Regions from separate parts of the Ovis aries genome. Here region 1 is linked to region 2. A link is a contact called in public Hi-C data. All regions are on one chromosome and are shown on one strand. Each heading gives the region's core, a stretch centred on a gene start, on an enhancer-like site or on the middle of the called end of the contact. The rest is flanking DNA. Distances are from core to core; before and after follow the strand shown.

Region 1 (7,234 bases), core at 4,234-6,733, 160 kb before region 2:
ACAGAGTGGATGTAATAGACCCTAGTTTCTGTGTCTCCTGCAACTAAACACCAGAATCTGTGAGTGAGTGCCCAGGGCACTGAAGTACAGGAGAGCCATGCTTGTGCTAGGGCAGAGGACTGGCAAATCCAATGAGGTTGGACTGACTTCTCCCTGAACCTTGACTTTGGGGGCCTACTGTATTTTGAAAAAAAAAAAAAAAAAAAGTTTGGAAAATGAAGAGACTGTGTTTGGTTATTTACAAAAATAGATCTGTGAATGCTGCTAGAGTTGAAGGAATGTTTTATGCTATTTGATACATTTGAAACAACCCAACAAGCTAAAAATTTTTTGCTGTGAAAGGAATGTTTGTTCTGTAGGGTTAAATTTTGGTTACAATAAGAAAGGAAGCTCCAAATGTTCCTATATTCCCTGTCAGGGGAATAATGCTTTTCTCTTCACTCTACAACTTTATAGCAGTCAGAAAGTTAGTTACAAAGTTAGTCTCATCTGGCTTGTAAGCAGCCCAGAATAACCATTTTTCAGGAGTATTTTGGCTTCCATGTGTGCTGAGTTGTTTCAGTCTCCCCGGACTATTTGCAACCCCATGAGTGTAGCCCACCAGACTCCTGTGTCCATGGGATTCTCCAGGCAGGAATATTGGAGGGGTTGCCAAGCCCTCCTCCAGGGGATCTTCCTGACCCAGGGATAGAACCCTTATCTCTTACATCTCCTATACTGGCAGGCAGGTTCTTTACCACTAGTGCCACCTGGGAAGCCTTTTGGCTTCTATGGTGGTGGTGGTTTAGTCACTAAGTCGTGTCCCCACGGACTGTAGCCTGCCAGGCTCCTCTGTCCATAGGATTTCCCAGGCAAGAATACTGGAGTGGGTTGTCATTTCCTTCTCCAGGGAATCTTCCTGACAGAGGGATCAAACCTGGGTCTCCTGCACTGCAGGCCTATTCTTTACCAACTGAGCTACCAGGGCTTCTATATGGACACATAATTTCACAGGCAGTAGGAATCTGCCTTGTCATATTACGGCCTCTACTCTTTCCCCTACTCCCTTCTATCTTTTGCTCCATTGAAAACCAAAGCATTGGCTCCCTGGTGATTTTATCCTATTGCGATGTTTAAGAGAGTAATTCTCCACTTCTTGTTACATGTAGCTGGGACTAGGACAAGTTCTTTCTGTATAGGTAGGAAAACTGATGGTCTGTGGGAAGAATTGGAAACTCCTGGGTTGCAGAGTACAGTCGACCCTGGGCTGCTCTGGATTCTGAGATAATTGTGCCACCCACCCCCTTCTGGCCCAGTTCCAACCAGCTGCAAATTGTCTGGATTGAGCTGCTTCGACTAACTGATGTTATCGGCCTCACAGTGCCTGGAGCACACAGATAGGAACAGGCAATGGCGCCGTCTCACCGGACATAGTAATGTAATTTAGTTTCTGAAATCCAAGTATAAAATCTTGGAAGATGACTTTTTTTAAAATCTCCGTCCTCAAGAGGGGGGTGATGGTGTGGAATTCCCAGCAGAACCATCTAAATAGGGAAATGGCTTCTGTCATACAGTAATAAATAGTTCAAAGCCGTGCAGAAACACACAGAGGATTTGTAGGCAATGTAGGTGTTGAGTCTTTCTTGTTTCCTCTCTCCCACCTCCTCTGGGCTGTGAGGATCACTCTATTCGTGTGAACCCCAGGCGAGAGCCTCTCCTGAGTGTTCTTGTGAGTGTGCCCTGCTAGGGAGATGGAACCAGCCTCTTGTGGGGGAATGCCATAGCAGTTTGAGTGGATCTCAACTACCCTTCCCACTTTTTTTGGAAAGGAGTTATTCAGACCAGGATGAAGGCAAAGAAGCAGTTACTTGCCTTCCCTTCTGTTTCCCCAACCTCATCTCAGGCACTTTTCCCCAGGCTTACTACACTTGGCATCACAGGTCTTCTTTATTTCTAATGGAGCTCCAAGATCCCCACCCCCACCCCACCCCATCCTGCTCCTGCCCCCCTTCTGGCTAGATCTTGTCCTTCATGGCTCAGTTGACACATCACCCTTTAAAAGTAGCTCCCTGGGACTTCCTTGGTGGTCCAGTGGTTAAGAATCTCCCTGCCAATGCAGGGGACACAGGTTTGATCCCTGGTCTGGGAAGATCCCACAAGCCGTGGAGCAATTAAGCCTGTTCGCAACAACTATTGAGGCTGTGCTCTAAAGCCTGGGACCTGCAGTTACTGAAGGCTGAATGCCCTAGAGCCTGCCTCCACAACAAGAGAAGCCACTGCAGCGAGAAGCCCAGGCACCCCAACTAGAGAGTAGCCCCCACTTGCTGCAACTAGAGAAAGCTCATGCATAGCAAGGAAAACCCAGTGCAACTAAAAATTATTTTTTTTAAAGTAGCTTCCCATGAACACCAGGGAACCTACATTAGGTCCCTCTACAACATACTCTCTTAGTCCCTCCCCCATACATTTCCTTCATGCAGTTGTCCAATTTTACTCTAATGATTATTTGTATAATTTATTTGCTTAACAGATCTTTAGGAAAGCAGGGACCATGCCAGCCTCCACCATATCCTCCCAGTGCCTAGCATGCAGAATGAACAGACATAATCTGATAGCAGACAAGCAGGTTGCTTCTATTTGGTTTGAAGCTGCAGCAAGGATATTTCTGTAACAGAAAGGTGGCAAAGGGCTGGTGGCCTGCCAGGTGGTGCCAGGGCCTTGTCTAATAGTGCCTCAGACAGAGGTGGCATTCTGTGCTTTTTGTAGGACCACTTCATCTATGTAGGTGAAAGACCCCCCTTCAGGAAGTTATTTTGGCGAATAGCCAAAGTAGGAATCCCCCAAACCTTTACTCACTTGCTCACTTCAAGGCTTGACCTTGTTAAAAACTCACTTAAGGTTCATGGTCGAAGCAGCAGCTCAACTCTCAGTCACCTTCTCATGGAGACTGATCATTCCCAGCTGAGCAGACACAGCTTTCTACATGACTCAAGGGCCAGGCTCAGATTCTGCTTGCAGATAAGCACACCTATCACCATATGAGTAAGGCCCAACTCTTACCGTCAAGTGTCAGAGGAGTGGGAGGGAACCCGCCTGGCATCCCAACCATCAGAAAGCCCTTTGGAGGGAGGTGGCGGCGGGGGGCGGGGGGGGGGGGCGGGGGGGGCGCTGCTCTGCTCCTCCGTCTGTTCAGAGTGCTTTCTGACAACCTGGGGCTTACAGTCATGTGTACCAGGCATGAACCACCCAAGGCAGGGGAGCTCTTGGGAGTCAGACATCAGGGCAAGGAGATGGCAAAGAAAAACATGAGAAATCTCCCTGAACACAAACACAGCCTCTGGCTGCAGAGTAGGGCCTGTGGATTGCACTGACTTTGAGAGTCTAGACAGGTCTGTTTTTATTCAGGCCCTGAGATTCTAGGAAGAGCCTCCAGGGCAGAGAGTAAATGAGCTGTCCCAGGTCGATGCCAGATGGCAGCCCTGGGATCAGAATTCATGAGCCCTTCTTTCCAGCCAGCTGCTCCCTCCCCTGAGTCCTGAACTATTTCTTCTTCTGAATACTCAGGATTGTATTCAATTTAGTAAGGTTTGTGGTCACATAATCACTGCTCCTAAGGAAAACAATGACTACAGAGCATCAGATGTAAGGAAGGCAAACATGGGGCGCCTTTGCCCCTGAGAGAACAGCCAAAAGCAAGCCCTGGCTGAGGTTAGGCCTGTTCTACTTGAACAAAACCCAACACAAACAACTCTCTTGGGATCTGGCAGAGTCCTCATCTGCTCTCATTTCTTCTCCAGGCTTCCTTGTGTGTCAAAGGCCTGTGTTTAGCTCCATAGTAAGGGTCTCTCCTGGAAGCAGAATACACGGTTTCCAGGCAGAAGAGAGGGGCCAGGCTGGGGGACGGTCTGGATCCAGATCCTCTTTTTATCCATAAATCAGTTGCTTCATTGTTAATGCTCCCATCTCCAGGAGGACTAGCCCTAGTCCTTCCAGCCCAAACTCTGCCAGGTCCACCCAGGCCTCAGCGAACACTGGATGTTCCTTCCCCATCCCGGCCTCTCCCTGGTCCATTATGACTACCTGGTGCTAAGAGAGGGAGCCTGCAGCTCCCTGCAGTTCTCAGTCAGGTTTCACTAGTGAACCTAGTGGTTTCACTACTGCTACAGCACCTGCTTCCGTGACCAGCAAGTTCTCTGAGGATAAGGTATGTAATGGCCCTGGGGCTCAGACACTGCCTTCAGTCAGGGACCCAGGAGCCTATGAGATATAGAGGGAGCAATGGAGGAGAGCCTTGCACAAGGCCCAGAGCAGGGCTGGTGGTAGGGTTTGGATCCCGAGTGTTTTCACTCAGGCTAAGTGCAGGCAGACTGACTTTCCCTCCTGACCTGCCCAGGCAATTAAAGTGCACAGTTACCTCATTTGCCAGTATCTGATTCATTTACCCATATAAGAGGCCTGGAGGTGGAGGAGGAATTTCAACTAGAAAGTCCAGCCCCTAGTAGATGATTATGATTTCTCTGCCCTTCTAGACACCTCACACACATCCCTCCTTTAAATGACTTGAGGCATAAGGGAGGAGACCTCCCTATAGGGCTGATTTAACTCTCCTCTACCTAGAGGCCATGTGCATGTCTAGAGTTGGGGTGACAGGCTGTTTTGTTTCTGCTTCTACTTGCTACAGCTGCCCCCTCCACCTATGTCAATGCCCTTCCCTAAAAAGAGATGTCTTTAAATCCAGTGTCTTCCCACTGCCAGGGTGAAGATGCAGTGAGAGCTCATGAAAGGTTCCAGCTTCAGACCTTGAAACCTGTTCAGTGCTTCCCCTGTTTCCCCTGCCTCATACCCTCTACTCTCAGACTGAAGAGGGGAGCACAGGACTATTAGAGACAAAAGCTCTTTTAACACTTCTTGTTCTATTAGACTGTTACCACTCCCACACCCCCACTCACTCAGTGTCGTACAGCCCAGAGGTAACAGGGTAATATATCCTGATCAAGGACAGCTCAGGATATGACATGCTTGTCCTGAAGGCTTATGTCACTTTCACGGTGATGGAGACCTCAACAGAGAGCTCAGTCTGGCTAGATGTGTATGGGGGTGATGTGGGGTGGGGCAGGGGCTGGAGGAATTAAGGGGGAGTCCCTGGATCCATAGGACTAATATTGGAAAGAGAAGAGGCCAGACTCCTTTCACAGCTAGAGACATGTACAGGAAAGCTGCTCAGCATCAAATAAGTAAGTGCCTGAAGGACTCAGGCACCTAGACTTTTCAGACCTGGCAGGGACCAGGCTCTTTTAGGAGCTGTCCAGGGTCCTGAACTGCCTTCACCTGAAGACCTTGGTGACTTTGAACAAGAGCCCTGCCTGTCAGTTAATGCAAACCTTAAATGCTTCTGGCTGCTCTCTGCTTATCCCTGATACCAACTGCCTGCTTGGACCCATGGCCCACACAGCCTGAAGTAGTTCCAGCATGACTCTAATCACTCTCTATGGCTGCAGACTGGGCTTCACGCCAGCAGCCTGACTCCCTGGCCAGCTTTGCAACAAGGGGTGAGTTTGAGGATACTGGTGTGTGTGTGAGAAAATATCTCCCAGTCCCTGTGGAAGCACAGGACCAAATGAGCCTGGCTTAGGGACAAGGTGGCCAGAGGGAAGGGAGAAAGTTCTCCACGTGACACATCCCTAGACAGCTTGGCGGCTCCTCCCTCCACCTCAGTGGCTGCTGCACACACATGCTGACACACACACGCATATACACAAATCCCAGATTCTCTGTACTGTCACTGCAGAGCCTGTATGCTGCAGCAAAGGCAGTCTCCGTTGTCTGCGCTTGAGCAGAGTGCACCTGCCTTGTTCCCATCCTGGACGTTACAGAAATTTGGCAAATAACATCAAAAGTTAAATAAATAAAGTCCTTCTTTCTTTTTCGGAACTCAAGAGGAATTTGTAGTCATTGTACAAAGTCCAGATAAGCAGAAAAGAAAAAGAAAAAAAATCATCACCCTTAATCCAATCATCTGGAGCTATATCCAATGTAAACCTCCTGGCACACAGCCTGGATCCTTGTGTGTGTGTGTGTGCATGTATGTGTGTACACCCATGTGAGTGTCAGTAAGAGGCAGTAGAGTGCAGTGGTTAAAAGCATGAGTAATAGCTCTGTCATTTACTTATCTGTGTGGCCTTAATCAAATTTCTTATATCTCTGGGTCTGTTTTTCATCTTCAACATGGGAAAAGTAATGGTACCCATCTCACAGGGTTGTCGGAAGAATTAAATGGGATAAAGTGCTTAGCACAGGCCCTGACATATGGTAAGCAGTCAATAAAGGGTAGCTGTTATCATACATACATACACCCTCATAGAAATCATTCTGTAGTACTATTTAATGCCCTAGTTTTAAAACATAGATTCTTTTCCATCTCAGATAAAAGCTGAAGAGAAGATGAGTAAGTTCAGTTTTCTTCATTTCCTGTCTGGCCCAACTTTCTAGGCTCCTGTAGGGATAAGCTGGGTCCTGGGAAAGAGAATGGCCTTCAAGTTCAGGGAGGTAAATAGCAGTCATTGATCCAGGGCATCTAGCTTTCAGCCTGAGTCCTGCAGCCAGGAGACAGCAGGGGCTTCCTGCCATCAGAGGTCAAGGTCCTCTCCTCTTATTGAGCTTTAGGCCACAGCCCGCTGGCCCACTTGCTCTGGCCAGCACTTTCTACCCCTCTGCCCTGGAGTGTCCCACTCTCCTCTAGGGGCTCCTTCCTCTTGGCACCTACACAAGACTATTTGCCCGGTTGAGCCTGCTCCCTTGATGCCTGAGTCCTGGCTGAGCTCCCCCCACCTCTCCTGTTCTGATACTGACTTCCCAGTTAAAATCCAATCATCTTTTCTCAGGTGATCTTGGGCAGTGCTGACCAGATCTTTCTAGACATTCTGTTTTCCCTTGGCTTGTATAAAAATATTCTATCCCTATTTGTTTTGACCATCCTCCCCATGGCTCCTCCTCTCATGCTCCAGATATATATGACTTTCTCAGTAAGGCTGCTGTCTTTCTTTCCACATGGCCTCTCCTGGCATGTGGAAATACAATAGTAACATAAACTTATTATTTCAAGCAATCTCTCGATGGGTTTTATTCTCAAATTTATATCTCTGACTGCTCTCTTAAGCTCCAGACCCACATTTCCAACTGCCTACTAGATTCACTGATGTCATACCCCTCTCCCTAGGCTAGTTCTTCCTTTTAACTACCCTTATTTTGTTAATAC
Region 2 (7,897 bases), core at 5,119-7,618:
CCCAATCTGAAGGGGAATACCCATTTCTCTATGTCGGATTAATGCCCCATGCCTCTAAGAAAAAGGTCATGCCATTTAGATCTCACTCAGAACCCTCCCCCAGCTCCTCTGTTCCCCTGGTATAACCTCTGAGCCCTAATATGGCCGAGGGGCCCAGGTCTGGGATGCAGAGAGACGAACTCTTGATCACTCACTGGCTGAAAGAAGTCTCCATTCACCAAGTTACCTCAGCCTCAGAACCCCACAGGCTCAAACAAGGAAGGGACCAGGACAGCGACCCCCACCCCCCACCTCATCATTCCCACTCCGGCAGCCTCAGAGTCTCTGCCCACTTGTGTACCCCCACGCTTTGGACACCCAGTGGCTCTGCCTCCATTCCTGAGCCCCCTCCTCAAGTCCACCTCCTCCCAGGCCCCCCACCCTAGCTCTCCAAGGCAGCTCTATCAGAGTCAGCTGTGGGTTTGTGCTGATCTGTTTCTAATCGCTGGGGCCTGGTTCATGCTTGCCCACCCCCACCCCCCCAATATTGATTCCATTATTTGGAGAGTCATTGACGTCAGGGACCTGGATGGGTGCCAAAACCCCGTTCTCTCAGGGCCTGGGCCAGGGCCCAGCCCCCATCCTGCGATTTCACGGAGGGGCCTAGAAAGGTCAGCTCATGGGCCAAGGTCACATGACATCTGTCCTCAGAGGCTGGGCTCATCTTACCTTTCGGGGACCACTGGGAGTCCTTTTCTCCTGAGGGAGAGGGGTTCCACAGAGGCCTGGGGGTCAGAAGTGAGGTGGGGGCGTATAGCACGGGTTGTGGAAGAAACTCACTGGGACTTGGGCTGCAAGGAAGAGCTCTAGGAGAAGGGATAGGGTCAGTGGCTCAGAAAAGGCTACTTGGGGAAGATAATTTTCCTTGGTCACACACCATTTTGGAACATCCTGAAGCTGGACTTGAAATGGTTACCACTGACTACTTGATTTTTATGTCTGTTATCAGTTGTATCTCCAGGCTCTCTCTGAGAAGGAAATTCTTGGTGACGCAAGATAACAGATTACCCTAAATGTTGCCATAATGTGACTAACTGGCACCACTCTTTCAGAAACCTTTGTTCCCTACAAAGCAAAGGCTCTTTCTCCTGTTTAACTCCTGGCCCATGCTGCCTGCCTCAGTTTCCCTGCACTCTCTCTGTCTCTGCCTCTGTGCCTATCCCATCAAGATGCAGCCACTGCTACCCCAGCACCTCCGAGGCTCTGGCTGCACAGGGTATTTTTAGGATCTGAACTCTGTGTTCTCAGACAGACATTAATAACCAATACAGACAGTCCATGGTGCCCACAGCAGCTAAACCTCAGAAGTGAAGTGAAAGTCGCTCAGTCGTATTCGACTCTTTGCGACCCCAAGGACTACACAGTCCATGGAATTTTCCAGGCCAGAGTACTTGAGTGGGTAGCCGTTCCCTTCTCCAGGGGATTGTCCCAACTCAGGGATCGAACCCAGGTCTCCTGCATTGCAGGCGGATTTTTACCAGCTGAGCCACCAGGGAAGCCCATCCTCAAAGGCTCAGACCTGGGGTCCACTGCTTTAGCTAGAGTCTAAGAAAACGAGATTTAGAGAAAGCAAGGGACATGCTCACGACCACATGGGGGAAAAAGCATTTTCCCATCTTCTGAAAAATCCTGAAGCTGGGGAGAGGACAGAAGTGAGCTCTGATCTCTGCCACAGACCTTTTCAAGGAAGAAGCTGCCCATCCTTTGCACTCCTTCCCTGAATACAGGGAAGTCCTTCCTTTAATCTTGCTTGCAAATCACTTAGGGGTGGCTCAAATCAAAAAACAGGGTTAGGCCACAGAGGCTGTTGAGTCTCAAGTCACAAGCCCTGGAGAGTCCCCTCTCCCTGCAGTCTGTCCCACTCAGTGTTCATTCCTCAACATTTCTTGAGCACCTAATCCCTGCCACCAGGGAATTAGGGACATGGCCCTGCCCACCAACACCACTCAGTCTAGTTGCAGAGAAAGATTGTTTACTCAACACTGGCCTCCCACTGCCTACCTTGTCTATACCAGAGGCAGGGTCGGTGGGAGCTGAGGCTTGTGGACCCCCACCCCTAAGTCCCAGATTTCACAGTTAGTCACTCTGCAGCCTTGCTGAGCACTGCAAAGAGGAAGTAGAGGCAGTGTACAGTGGGGCATTCTGACCTCCCTCAGGACTAAGGATGCTTCAGTCCATTCCTGAACCCCAGGAGTCACCACTCTAGTCTATTAATAACTTTGGCCCCTTCGGACTTGTGTTCCAGCCCCAGCTTCGAGGAGCTGGTTCCTCACAGCTGTAGGGTCCAACTCTTCCCCACATCTGCCCAGCTCTTCCTCTCACCTCCTTGGCTCTGGTGACCCCCAACCCAGCATGGCTCTATGTTTTGGGGGCCCTCTTTGCCCTCTGCAGAGGTAAAGAGGGGCGATGACCTCAGTGCCCTCAGCCCACTGGGACCACGGCCTCCCCAGCCCCCCCCCCACAGGAAGCTAGGGTCTGGGATGGGTGTGGTCACCCAGGGCCACTGGAGTTTACACAGCTGAGGTATTCCCCCGACACACCCCCAATCCCTTGGTGGGTCTGGAGGAGGGGTCAGCTCTCTTCTCAGCCTCCTAGTTCTCTGGGACCCCCCTCCCAACCGGGCACACATGGTCCCCCCCACCCACAACCCATCTGCATTTCAAAGAAAATACGCTCCATCTGTTTCCGATTCATTTACACTTCAACTCACCATGGGGGGGCAGAGCAGGGCTCCTTGCCTTCAAGCCCTTCACCCCCATAGGGGGGCTGGAGAGCACGTGTCCTGCTCTGGGACAAGGAGCAGTTACAGCCTAGCCATCTGAGCCTGAGAGCCAGATCCCTACTTCGTGGGGTGCTGGTGCACTGGCCTCCACAAAAAGAAGGGTGTAAAGCCCCGAGCAGTGTCTTCAAGGCAGGTGGAGTCCTAAGACTGATTGCAACCTGACCCAACTGCCACCCCATCCCACCCCCGAAGAACTACTGCTCTTTTGGGAGGCAGACTGGAGAACCCCAGGCAGATGCTGGAGACAGGATGAGGACTCAGGCATTCCAGGAGACACTGGGAGATATAACAAAACGTGGCCCAACCCCGTTCCAGCCAGGGAAAAGGAGAGAGAAGAGGGTGTGTTCCACTAGTCTTCTCCTCCAGCCACCTTCTCACCACAGATCTGGGGCTACCATCTCCCGCAGAATCAGAGATTCGCCATCTTGGAGAGGTCAAAGAAGCCAGATGTCTATCCCCCTCAAGTCAGCCGTCACGCTGCTCCCATCTGAAGGATGACTGGGATGGGGGCGATGTCTTGGGAAACATTAGTCTTATTTCCCCATACCTGACCCTCTCTATCACAGGAGAGGTACCCAAAACTACTGAACAAAACTGTGCATGTACATGGTTCATAGGGAACCCTAAGGGTACATGTCACCCCTGAACCAAAAAGCCACTCAGCCGTCCTGAGAGTGATTGAGAGCCTAGTCTCCTCTGGAAGAACAGGCAGAAAGGTTTAACTGGGTGTTTCCCACCACTCTCCACCAGCCCACGACCCAAGTAATGGACATGACCAAACACATATCTCTTCCACTCCCCACCTCTGGAGAACACAGATCTTGTAATAGTCTCTGTTCCGGTCCCCAGCTGCCCCGAGACATACCATAAACCAGTGAAAGCATGGGTGAGTTGAACTGTGAGTTCTAAGTTCCCCTGGGAGTGTGAACATAATCCTAATGTGGGTTTGAGTGTCCCAGAATGGAAAGCTAACTTAGTGTGATTTTAAGTGTGAATCCCAGGGTTTCCATGTGAATATGAAAGCCTCAGGTTGCAAGTACCAGTCTGAATGTGAGCCGTGGGGTCTGAATCTAAGCCCCAGGATGGAAGCAAGTTTAATGTAACTACCAGGGATGTCAGTCTGAGTGTGAACACCAAGATGGAAGTTTAGGTTTGAGTGTGAATGCTGGTCTCATTGTGCATATGACTATAAGCCCCAGGGCTGAAATGGGAGTCTAACTGTGAGCCCCAGGATTCCCAAACAAGTCAGTACAGGCAAGAGTCCTAGTGTTCATGTGAGCCCCTGGTCTTCGGGGCTTTCTGAGTGTTAGCTAAGGTTCCCCATGTGAGTCTGAGCATGAGCACTGGGGTCCCTTTATAAGTATGGGTCCCTAAGTGATCCCAGGATGGAAGTGAGTATCTTGCGTGTCCTAGTGTGAATCTGAGTGTGAACTCCAAGATGTGAGCATGCATGTATGAAACCCAATGTCCTATGTGAGTCCTTGAGCTCAAATGAACCCCTGGTTCCCCAAGTGAGTCTGGGTGTGAGCCCTAGAATGTGTGAATCTGAGAAAGCTCCATGGTGCCAGTGTGAGTCCCAGTGTGAGCCTTAGGACCTCTGGGAGTTCTGAGCTTGGGGTCTAGGTCTCAGTATTAGCCTATGAGCCTCAGGACAGAAATGTGAATCTAGAGTGTGAGCCTAGAGTCCCAATGTGAGTCTGAGTGTAAACTCCAGGACTGAAATATATCACTGGATATGACCAGAATATAAGTGTGAATCTGAGTGGAAGTCCACCGTCCTGTGGTAATTCTGAGTGTGAGTCCATATGAGTTTAACTGTCCCAGTACGAAGCTGAGTATAAATTCCAGAGCCTCTAGAAGTCTTGCACGTGAACTTTAAACTCCTACTTTTCACATAAGGCTCAGGGTCCCAGTCGGAGTATCAACCGTGATGGAGTGTGAGTGAACCTGAGCTGCATGGCACCAATCCCGACCAGGAGCCCTAAGAACCAGCCCAGAGGATCTGTGTGGATTTTGGCAGTGGAACAGGTATGCAGAATCTATGGAGACACAGTCCCCTCCACCTACCAAGCTCTGGCTAGCCATACAGCCATAGAAACATCTAATTGTTCAAGCTCCATCATCCCCATACATGCATTGGTACACAATCATACCCAGAGTTAGACACACAAAAATGCACTCAGTGTTTCAGACCCCCCAACAAACAGCAATTACAGATGCACAAACACACCCAGCATTTCATACACCCACCACCTCCGTGATTACAGCCACAGGAATACCCCCAGTGACACAGACACAATTACATTAAGTACTACAGGCAAAGCAAATAGCGTTACAGACACACTTCTCCAGCGGCATGCACACACACACCCAGTGTTGCAGACACAACACTGCCAGCCACACAGACACTTCTCAAAAGAGAGAGACTAGACGGAAAGAGAAAGAAAATCCTGAATTTTCAACAAGGCGTGAAATAGTCCTGCCTGCCTGAAGCTACTGACGGGGGGAGGGGGCCAAGGGAGCGGGCGAGCGCGAGATCTAGCGCTGGAAGAGAGGCTTGGGAGAGGAGAGGCTCGGAGCCGAGGAGGAGAGCTGTCCGTCTGGTGACCTCCCCGCAGCCCAGCCCCCACGCACCGGGTGCTACACTACTCCGAGCAGCACAGGGACACCCAGGCTGGCTCCAGCAGAGCCGCACTAGGGGAAGACACACACCGGCAGACTCACAAAGAGGCGGGGATACACCGCAGGCGGACTCACACGGACACACAACACGGGAGCACTTACAAAGAGATTCTGGAGGAGACCCACTAAACGGAGATACATCCAGGCGGACTCACGAGGAAACCACAGGCAGGCTCGCGCCGACACACACACACACACACACAAGCGGATTCTCATGGACACCCATATACTGGCGGACGCGCAACCTTCCGTTCACACCCCTGGGCGCTTTCAAGTCCAGATTTCTGCTGGAGAAGGAAGCCGCCTCTGGGCGCGCGGGGGTCACTACGACCCCCCAGCTCCGGAATTTTCCCAGACCCTGCGCGCGACGTTGAGAGGTCAGGGAGAACCCGGTGCTAGGGCAATCGATCCCTGCCACCTCCCGCCGGCCGACTGTCCGCCCCACCACCACCACGCCCAACCCCCGGCGCGCCCGGACGTGGGGGGCTGCTTCTTCTGCGCCCCCGCCCCCGAGTTTACGGGCAAAGTTTCCCGTGAACTTTCTTGTCCCCCCCACCCCAGTCTCGGGCCCATGCACATCCCCTCCCTCTTCCCGCGCGCACGAGGGCCGCGGATCTGTCGGTCAACCTGAGGGTTTGAGGGTCCGGCCGCGCGCACTCCGCGCGAGGTACTCACCGCGCTCTCGGGCCGCCGGGGCTCCGCACCTAGCTCTTCGACCGCCTCCGGCAGGGAGAGAGGCAGGGAGCGCGGAGCTAGCACCGCCGCCGGATCCCGCCGCCGAGCCCCGCGCTGCGCCGGCTGGAGCCGCCGCCTCCGCTGCCGCCGCCGCCCGCTCTGCACCGGCTCCTCGGCGCTCGGCGGCTTTAACCCCCCCCATCCTCCTCCCTCCCTCGCGCGCTCCCTCCCTCCTTCCTTCGCCCATGTGACCGCGGGCGCCCGCCCGGCCGCGCGCGCCCTCGCTCCCCTCCCCCTCCCTCCTTGTCTCCCCGCGCCTCTGCGGCCGCGCGCCGCGACCCCCTCCCGACCACGGCCCCCGCGCGCCCCCGCCGTGGCACGCTCCCGCTCCTGGCACGCGCGGGCACAGTCATCCTGCGCAGGCCTGTGAGACCCCACTCCCCCTCACTCAGGCTGGCTCCCGCCCTCCCCCCGCGGGCACACTCGCCCGCACTGGCACGCGTGGCCCCCTCGCCTTCACCGTCTCTCGGGAACGCCCTCCAGACGGCTGTAGTCCCCGTGCTTCACGCGCAGCCGGGACCGCGGGTCTCAGAAACGCGCGCACACCCACACCCACACCCACTCGGCCGGATTCCCCAGGGCCGCTGGGAGCGCATCCAATCCCCCAGGGTCGCTCATTCACACTCCCTCGTTCGCTCAGCCTTGGCCAGGTCTCCGCGACGCACACTCCCGCAAGTTCGAGCCCTTAGTGCCTCGCACGGACACCCTGGCACACCCGGGGCCAACTCTCAGGGTCCTCCCGCCAGCATCTCCGTGAGAAGAGCTGGAGCAGGAGCCCCCAGGCCCTACTTTGGGCCGGAGAGGCCAGCCGCCTCCGCCCCTCCCAGATCTCCTACCGCCCCCAGCAACGACGCCCCCTCTCCCAGTCTTAGACACGTACACCCCTCACATCGAAGGAAGGGGGACTGTTTGCTCGCACGACCCGAAGTGGACCAGGCTGAAAACCCAGGCCCTCCCCTCCCATCAAATTTCCGGTGATACACCACAACTACCCCTTTCCCCTCTCCTTCACCATCACCTAACTCATCCCCGGACACACAGCCTGGGATTGACCGCCACTGGGATGCGGGATGTAGGGAGTGCGCCCTTTTTGCCCGGGTCGGCAGTGCCAGAGCGCGAGTGCCAGAGTTGGGCGCTGGAGGTTCACCCCTCGAGCTTCCCTTTCGCAGCCTGGGCCTCTGGCGGGCTGGTGTGCTCACTTCCCGCGCCCCGGGGCCTAGGGGTCTGGCTATTACAGGGAGGCATTCAGGTTAGACAACCGGACTACTTCTGAGGCCACAGGAGAGCGCCACAGAAAGGGTGAATGCCAGGGGGCGGAGAACGAGTGGCCCACCCCCATCCCCACCCCTTGGATTTTTCATCTGACCTTTGACCCATAATCCCAGCTGCCTGGCCCCTCCGGGGAGCTGTGCGAGGTTTGCGGGCGGGGAAGAGGGGGAAGGAAGTATCTCGCTACTTCCTCACACCCTTTCCTAGTAGGCTGCCCAGAGCGCCCGGGCCCTTTTCCCAACAAATGCCTCAGGGACTCCCATTGCAGAGGAAAAAACCTTCCTGCTACTGCTCGGGCTTTTCACTTTTACTTCCGTGGCCGCAGGATCCCATCAGTGCAACCAGCAGGGGTCAGCCGGGGCTGGGGCTCAGAGAGGGCCAGCTGGGGCT

What was found. Hi-C and Micro-C count contacts between places; a contact is called where the count stands out from the background.
Region 1: a Hi-C map of tail adipose tissue shows a contact between it and region 2, with 2.8 times the contacts expected there. The contact joins the enhancer-like site here to the promoter of CNTFR in region 2. A contact is called at or near these places in 5 of 16 Hi-C or Micro-C datasets (blood, liver and tail adipose tissue).

The regions. Positions count from the first base shown.
Region 1 is chr2:37,136,135-37,143,368 of ARS-UI_Ramb_v3.0, reverse strand. All of the region lies in intron 1 of FAM219A (family with sequence similarity 219 member A), which reads right to left. Among named protein-coding and RNA genes, the nearest start is that of SPMIP6, 28 kb to the left of the region's middle. Within about 2 kb of position 5,483, at least 14 of the 54 cell types and tissues checked have an H3K27ac peak or open chromatin away from gene starts, as enhancers often do. A contact at or near this core is called in tail adipose tissue, where this site is marked.
Region 2 is chr2:36,974,546-36,982,442 of ARS-UI_Ramb_v3.0, reverse strand. It overlaps CNTFR (ciliary neurotrophic factor receptor), which reads right to left and starts at 6,368. Exons shown (of 13, transcript XM_060410884.1): 1 at 6,179-6,368.